Regions from separate parts of the Zea mays genome. Here region 1 is linked to region 2. A link is a contact called in public Hi-C data. All regions are on one chromosome and are shown on one strand. Each heading gives the region's core, a stretch centred on a gene start, on an enhancer-like site or on the middle of the called end of the contact. The rest is flanking DNA. Distances are from core to core; before and after follow the strand shown.

Region 1 (4,306 bases), core at 13-2,512, 210 kb before region 2:
TGTACACGTATGAAATACCCATAGGTAATCGGGTTCGGATTTTTGCTTCCCAAACCCATACCCGTTTACCCAATGGGTGGAGATTTTGTCCCATATCCATACCCATGGGGACAATTTTTGTCCCATACCCGTACCCTAATAGGGGAATTCCCCACGGGTTAGCGGGTATCGGGTCCCCATTGACATCTCTAGGTACTAGGTGCAAGCGTGTAAGCAGACTTTTTAGTCCATTAGATCTATATACAACAGTAAATACAATTGTGGTTTGTTAGGGGGTTTTTTATAAAGCTATATCAGATGGTGGTGGAAGGGTTTAAGTACTAAATATGACATACCGTTGGATCTAAATCTAACGGATCAAAATATATGCTTGCATGCTTACACCTAGTACCTGCTTGCATATTAGTCAACCCCTAGATCTAAATCGGATAAACCAGATTGTTTGCTTGCACGCTTGCACCAGTATAAGTGATTGCGTAGGATATTTTCCCGATGATGCTGGGGGCCAAGTGCAACGTTTAACAGTACACAAATAATTTAGCAATGAAACAATTGTTCCAGATAACACACATCAAGCAACGGAGGGTTTAGAGAGAATGTGAAATTAATATCGATTGCGGAGTTTGTCTTTACGGAAGCAGCAGCTACATCTATGTAGACACAACTAATCGATCACGAAACAATGTACTGTAGCATCTTGCAACCATTACAACCGTTATGGTCTACAGTCTACAGGCATACCGCCGGCAATACAGAAAGCTGATACTAATGCGGTCCTGACATGAGGACAAAACAACTCACCTGCACCATGCCGGAGCGGTCTCGAAGGGTGACGAAGGTGAGCCCGGCGTGCGCGCGGCGTAGCGCAACCCAGCCGCATAGCCTTACCCTGCGCCCAGCGTCCCCGGCGCCCAGCTCGCTGCACAGCGCATCCCTGGGCGGCCACTGCAGCGGCTGCAACCTCTCTACCTTCACACCAGCCGGGGCGGGCGCCGACACTTCCTCCGGCGGGGTCGCAGCCGCATCGGTGGCCGCCGCGGACACTAGGGTTCGGAACTGGGGCGCGGGGACAGAGGCCGAGGTGGAGGTGGTGGAGAGCGGGAGGAGGCGGCGGAGGTGCAAGGCGGATGGCCTGGGCTTTAGACGGGAGAGGAGGGACAAGGGCGAGGCGCGGAGGAGGGAGGAGGACATTGGGAACCGGAGAAGATAGCAAGCAGGGGAAGCGCACAGCGCAGTTTTGGACTGAACTAGACGAAGAGGCGAAGACGCCTTATCCACCCTCAGCACGAATCTTTACATTTTAGGGCTTTTCGGCTGCGTACAACGTTATTTCTATCTTACCTATTACCGAACCTATATTTTGGTTCCCGAGTATATTTTGATGGAATAGTTCTGTTCCAGATTCTGAGTATAGAATAACTATATTCTGTGTTTGACAATTAGAATAGAGTCGATTTGTTTTTTTGTTTGGTTTTAAAGTAAAGTAGAACGAATCGACTATATCCTACATTTGCCATATTCATAAACCATATTATACATGTATATATTAAATATAACCATATATATTACGTGACACCGTGCGGCCTAGTTATATATATATATATATATATATATATATATATATATATATATATATATATATATATATATATATATATATATATATATATATATATATATATATATATATATATATATACGACAGTACTAAAATGTACCTGGGTGCATTCTCTATATTGAATGCACCCAGGCGTAATATATAAATACGACCCCATCAAGCCTCATCGCGCCCTCGGCCTTCCCGCGCCTCCCTGCCCCCCGCCGCCGCCGCGCGCCTCCCTGACCACGCGCCACCCTATACCCCGCAGCCACCGATCGCATCCCTGTCACCGCGTCGCCGCCGTCTCCTCCTTCCTCCGATCCTCTAACCCTAGATCCATGGCCCCACCGTCGCTGCTGCACCTTGAATCGCCTCGATGCTCCTCCCCTAATTCCTTGGCGATTGTTGTGGCTGGAGGTGCTGATCTGATATTGCCGTCTCCGATTGCGACAACGGGAGCGGGTGTACGCGGCGGATCAGGTGATCCCTTGCATCACAAAACGTTGCTGACGCCACCGCCTTCAATTCCACCTGGATCGCTGATCACTCCGGATGCAGCCCAGCTGTTCCATCCGGTAAGAAAAAAAACAGTCAAAAATTGTTGCTCCACCGTGCGTGGTTTGTTGATTTTCTGTTGCATCGTTTGTTGCAAACTTGAGTCTCTGTTTTTACTCATTGATTACAGTTGCATGGGGTGTTTGTGTTCCAGTTGCAACGTGGTTTGCTTGTTGATTGCAACTATGTGTATACTCTAATTGCAAACTTGAGTCTCTGTTTTTACTCATTGATTACAGTTGCATGGTGTATTTGTGTTCCAGTTGCAACGTTGTTTGCTTGTTAATTGTAACTAGGTGTATACTCTAATTGCAAACTTGAGTCTCTGTTTTTACTCATTGATTACAGTTGTAATCATTGTTTGTGCTCCAGTTGCAACGTTTGTTGCTTGTTGATTGCAACTAGGTGTATCCTCTAATTGCAAACTTGAGTCTCTGTTTTTACTCACTGATTACATTTGCATGGTGTGTTTGTGTTCCAGTTGCAACGTTGTTTGCTTGTTGATTGCAACTATGTGTATCCTCTAATTGCAAAACTCATGATTGTGTGTTGTCCTGCAGGATGCAAACATACTTGATGTGTTTGTCCCCAGGGTGCAGCAAACATTTGATACAAAAGAAGAAGCCTACCTCTTTTACCTTGACTATGCAAAGTTGGCTGGTTTTAGTGTCAGGACAAAAAGGACTAGTAAAGAAACCACACACTGGGTTTACAACCGAGAGGGGTTTCTGAAGCCAGGTCAAGAGAATGAGGAGCCTATGACAAATAAGACATCGATGAGAATTGGTTGCCCTGCTTATGTGAAGGTGAAGGAGGACAAGAAGCGCAATATTTGGTATTTTCATCATGTTCAGGAAGCACACAATCACAAACTTGAACCCTCACCAAGGATGGTGAGATATATGCATTCTCATAAGCAGAGGGAGGCAGCGTTGGATGACCTGTTTGCAATCATGTCAAAGAGTGGTGTGCCAACACAGGCAGCAATGAATGTAATGTCAGAATTATTTGGAGGCCGTCAAAACTGGCCGTTCACAGAGAAAGATGTCCATAACAAGTAGGTCATAAAAAAAACTGACATCATATCTTTGTGCGATATATTGACAACAGCATCTTCATTTGTTTTTTCTTTTATGGTACAGGAAAGCTGAGCAAGCAAGGGAGGAGAGGGATGGTGACATGGATAAACTGTTCCAATTTTTTAGGGAGTGCAAAGAACACAATGAATACTTTTACTGGGATGTGGATTTTGAACCAAAAACAAATGTGCTTCGGAGCATTTTTTGGTGTCATGCAAGTCAGCGTGCAGAATACAAGGATTTTGGGGATGTAGTCACATTTGACACAACACACAAGACTAACAACAAGCATATGCCGTTGGCCATGTTTGTGGGTTGCAGCAATAATTTGAAAAATGTGTCCTTTGGCCAAGCACTTCTTCGGGATGAAACAATAGACACATTCAGATGGCTTTTTGAGACCTTTAAAAGTTGCATGGGTGGTCAGCAACCTTTTGTGATTCTTACAGGTATGCTTTGGCTACAAAAAAATGCTTGTCACATAATTACTGCTGTGTTGTTGCAACTGTATCTTTGAAGATGATTGCAATATTTTAAACTGCTTGATTGCAAACCTATTGGGGTTTTTTTGCTGATTTTTATTTTTGACAAAAAGATGAAGATGCAGCGATGAAGGAAGCAATAAGGATTGTGTTTAACAAGACACAACACCGAAATTGCCGATGGCACATAACCAGAACATGGGATTACGAACTCGAGGAGCTGTACAAATTGCACAATGATAATAATCTAAAGGAGAAACTGCAGTCCCTGATAAACTATCCTCTGGGACCCACACAATTTGAGGTGGAGTGGAATAAACTGGTGGATGAATGTGGCATAAGAGAACACCCTGCAATTGTTGCATTGTGGCAAAAAAGGAAGAGATGGATAGCAACATATTTCAAAGGCATGTACTGTGGGCGAATGACTTCCACCCAAAGATCTGAGAGCCAAAACAGGGTTTTGAAAGATGGTTATGTTAACAATGTGACAAGCCTGCATATATTTGCAAAGAGGGTGCTTGACTCGATTCAGCACACAGACCACATGGATGCTGGGGAATCACACTACTCACAGGTATTTGCCCACA
Region 2 (4,426 bases), core at 757-3,256:
TCCGGTGTGCTCATCGATAGTAAAGTCAGCCAACGACTAGGAAGTGGTTGGAGGCTATAAATATCCCCAACCACCTCCATTCAAGCCATCCAAGTTTTCTGAACTCCACATTCAATACAAGAGCAAAGACATTCACTCCAAGACACATTCAAAAGATCAAATCCCCTCCTAGCCTCAAAAATCAACTCAAGTGCTTAATGACTTGAGAGAGGGTGTTTTGTGTTTCCTTTGTTGCTCTTGTTGCTTGGATTGCTTTCTCCTTCTCATTATAATTCTTTTAACTGCTTTGTAAAGCTAGCAAGAGACACCTAAGTGTGTGGGGATCCTTGCGGGGTCTTAGTGACCCAAGTGATTAAGAAGAAGAACTCGACCGGTCTATGTGACCGATTGAGAGAGGGAAAGGGTTGGAATAGATTGGTCTTTGTGGTCTCCTCAATGGGGACTAGGTTCTTTGGAACCGAACCTCGGTAAACAAATCACCGCGTTCATTTGTGTTGATTTCTACTCGATTTGTTTATCCCCTCTCTTCTCTCTCTAAAGTTCCCTTGCTCATGTCGATTTGAGTTTGCTCCCAAGGTTATCCGCATTGATTGAGCAACTCATAGCAAGAGGAACAATCTTCCGTACTCCGAATTTATTCCTAACCCTAACCCCGAGCATAGAGCGTGTTTAAAGTTTGTAAATTTCAGGTTTCGCCTATTCACCCCCTCTATGCGACTTTCATATTACATGCAAACAGGTTTGGCACCATGCCCAACTCACCCAAGTGACAAGCTAATCCGAAGGCCTTGTCGATGTGTCCTCTCTTTCGTAGCCCATCAAGCATAAACTAGCAACTAGCCTCTAATGGCACAAAGTGCAGACTATTCATGTCATAAGTCATTTCCAATACCATTTTTAGTTCATTAGTGTGACAAAACGCATAAACAAGAGTTCGGTACGTAACTTCATCAACGACATTCCTCTCCCCACCATATTGTTCTTCACCTCCACTGCCTCAAGAACACGATTGTTTCTGCAGAGACCATACATCAACACATTGTATGGCACAACACTGCCCTTAACACCCTCACTTTCCATCCTCGCCAACAATCTCCTTGCGCCATCCAAATTCCTTATCTCACAGTAGGCCCAAATTTCGGCCGTGTAAACATACTCGTCCAAGTGAATTTATATTGAAGCATTTCATCGAACAGGTCGCGAGCAAGAGCAAATTACCGGATCTTAATGAGAGCAAAAAGTATCTGCAAAGCGGTGTATTGCTTCATCGCAATGCCGGATGAGAGAGATAGGCGCAGGACGGTGGCAACTCGCGGGTGCGGCGAATCCAGAGGTACGAGGATGCAAGAAGCGTGGCGGCAGCGGTGGCGGCGCCAGGTCGGAAGGTGGCGAGTTTGTTAGCGTGTGAGAGATACGAAAACGAGGAGGACGCGAACGGGGTGGATGACGCGAGGGAGAGAAGTAGGGAGGCAGCGTGCGGAGAGGATGCCGAGGAGGAAGTGGACGAGGACAGGAAAGAGAGGGCGGGCGTAGAGAGAGACAGGAGAAATGAGGTGGGAAGGCAACATGAGGAGAAACCGACGTGAAAGGTTGGAAGGATGAGGAGAGAAGAGACGTGCGCGTGGGTGAGGCGTTGGCGGAGCTGCGGCTTGGCGAGGGCCAACGTCCAGGTGGACGACGCGATGTGGTGGAGGATGTCGACGAGGAGCTTCACCATACCGGAATCTGAGGTGGCTGGCGCGGCATTAGAGTGGCCCGCAGGGGCCGACGCGACGAAAGAGGCATCAGGAATAGCGTCGAGGATCGCTGAAGCTCGCGCCGGTCGCCGGGTAGGGACCTGTTTGGTGAGCAGTAGCTTTCTATCCACTTCGATTTAGGCCATCTGCAACCGTCTATCAATAGTTTACCCAAAATTACTGTTTTACACTGTTCATAAAGTGAAGTTTAAACACAAGTACTGCTGAAAATTGTACATCAGTAAAGATTGAAGGCGTCTTGACCTCTTCGACGAGTTCAGTTCAAAACTGCGCTGTGCGCTTCCGCTGCTTGCTATCTTCTCCGGTTCCCAATGTCTTCCCTCCTCCGCGCCTCGCCCTTGTCCCTCCTCTCCCGTCTAAAGCCAAGGCCATCCCCCGTGAACCTCCGCCGCCTCCTCCCGCTCTCCACCACCTCGGACTCTGTCCCCGCGCCCCAGCTCCGAACCCTAGAGTCCGCGGGGGCCACCAATACGGCTGCGACCCCGCCGGAGGAAGTGGCGGCGCCCGCCCCGGCTGGTGCGAAGGTAGAGAGGTTACAGCCGCTGCAGTGGCCGCCGAGGGATGCGCTGTGCAGCGAGCTCGGCGCTGGGGACGCTGGGCGCAGGGTAAAGCGATCCACTCCCGCCACCTCAGATTCCGGTATGGTGAAGCTCCTCGCCGACATCCTCCACCACACCGCGCCGTCCACCTGGACGTTCGCCCTCGCCGCGCCGCTGCTCCGCCAACGCCTCACCTCCGCGCACGTCTCTTCCCTCCTCATCCTCCCGGCCTCTCTCCGCCGGCCCGATCTTTCCCGTCGGTTTCTCCTCCTGTTGCCTTCCCACCTCGTCTCCCCGGTCTCCCTCTCTCTGCTTGCCCTCTCCTTCCTCTCCTCGTCCCCTTCGTCCTCGGCATCCTCCCCGCACGCTGACTCCCTGCTTCTCTCCCTCGCTTCATCCACCCCGTCCGCGTCCTCCTCATTTTCGTATCTCTCACACGCTAACACGCTCGCCATCTTCCGACCTGGCGCCGCCACCGCCGCCGCCACGCTTCTTGCCTCCTCGTACCTCCGGATCCGCCGCGCCCGCGACGCTGCCACCGTCCTGCGCCTATCTCTCTCGTCCGGCATTGCGATGAAGCAATACACCGCTTCACAGATACTTTTTGCTCTCATTAAGATTCGGCAATTTGCTCTTGCCCGCGACCTGTTCGATGAAATGCTTCAATATAAATTTCCCTTGGACGAGTATGTTTACACGGCCGGAATTCGGGCCTACTGTGAGATAAGGAATTTGGATGGCGCGAGGAGATTGTTGGCGAGGATGGAAAGTGAGGGTGTTAAGGGCAGTGCTGTGCCATACAATGTGTTGATGTATGGTCTCTGCAGAAACAATCGTGTTCTTGAGGCAGTGGAGGTGAAGAACAATATGGTGGGGAGAGGAATTGTCGCTGATGAAGTTACGTACCGAACTCTTGTTTACGGGCTTTGTCGGACTGATGAACTAAAAATGGCATTGGAAATGACTGATGACATGCTTAGTCTGTACTTTGTGCCATCAGAAGCCAGTTGCTCATTTATGCTTGATGGGCTACGAAAGAGAGGACACATCGACAAGGCCTTCAGGTTAGCTTGTCACTTGGGTGAGTTGGGCATGGTACCAAACCTGTTTGCATGTAATGCATTGATCGATAGACTGTGCAAGGATGGAAGATATAGGGAGGCAGAAAAGCTCTTCAGAGGGATGGCAGACAGAGGTCTAGATCCAAATGAGGTGACCTATGCTATACTGATACATTCCTTGTGCAAGAGGGGTATGATGGAAGATGCACTTTGCATGTTTGATAGGATGAGGGAGAAGGGAATCAGAATGACTGTTTATCCATACAACTCTTTAATTAATGGTTACTGCAAACACAACAATTTTCATCAGGCAAGAGGTCTTCTGAATGAGATGGTTGCGAAGGGATTGACACCAAGTCCAGCATCATATTCCCCTCTTATAGCTGGTTTATGTAGGAAAGGGGATCTGGCCAGTGCAATGGAGCTCCACAGGGAGATGACCAGGAATGCTGTTTCAGGGAATGTATATACATTTACAGCTCTTATCAGTGGTTTCTGCAAGGATGGAAATATGGATGAAGCAACTAGGTTGTTTCATAAAATGATGGAGAGTTCCCTAGTGCCAAATGAAGTGACTTTTAATGTTATGATAGAAGGGTATTGCCGTGTAGGCAATATTAGGAAGGCATTCCAGTTATATGATCAGATGCTAGATAGAGGCCTAACACCTGACAATTACACTTACAGGTCACTGATAAGTGTAGTTTGTTTGACGCTAGGTGCCATGAAAGCTAAGGAATTTGTTGCTGATCTAGAAAACAACTGTGCTGTGCTAAATAGTTTTAGCCTTACAGCACTTATGCATGGATTCTGCAAAGAAGGAAGGTTAACTGAAACGTACCAAGTTTGGGATGATATGAGAGCACGGGGAGTCAAGCTTGATCTTATCAGTTTTACTGTAATTGCATATGCAGCTCAGAAACTGCATGACAGGGAGAAAATAAGCATGTTATTTGGGGAAATGAAAGCAAAAGGTGTCAAGCCAGACAATGTGTTTCATACATGCATGATTCATGTGCACTCAAAGGAAGAAAATATAGTTCAAGCTTTAAACTGCTGGGATAAGATG

The links. A called contact is a pair of places that touch in the nucleus more often than the background predicts.
Region 1: a contact with region 2 is called in a Hi-C map of ear, with 3 times the contacts expected there. The contact joins the promoter of LOC100382529 here to the promoter of LOC103651782 in region 2. A contact is called at or near these places in 7 of 25 Hi-C or Micro-C datasets (ear, leaf and tassel).

What each region holds. Positions count from the first base shown.
Region 1 is chr3:16,308,418-16,312,723 of Zm-B73-REFERENCE-NAM-5.0, reverse strand. LOC100382529 reads right to left here and starts at 1,262. Exons shown (of 15, transcript NM_001175266.1): 1 at 802-1,262. The coding sequence starts at 1,191. LOC103651790 (protein FAR1-RELATED SEQUENCE 4-like) reads left to right here and starts at 1,939. Exons shown (of 7, transcript XM_020550723.1): 1 at 1,939-2,175; 2 at 2,716-3,212; 3 at 3,298-3,683; 4 at 3,830-4,293. The coding sequence starts at 1,939.
Region 2 is chr3:16,103,016-16,107,441 of Zm-B73-REFERENCE-NAM-5.0, reverse strand. LOC103651782 (putative pentatricopeptide repeat-containing protein At5g59900) reads left to right here and starts at 2,006. Exons shown (of 7, transcript XM_035966155.1): 1 at 2,006-4,426. The coding sequence starts at 2,069.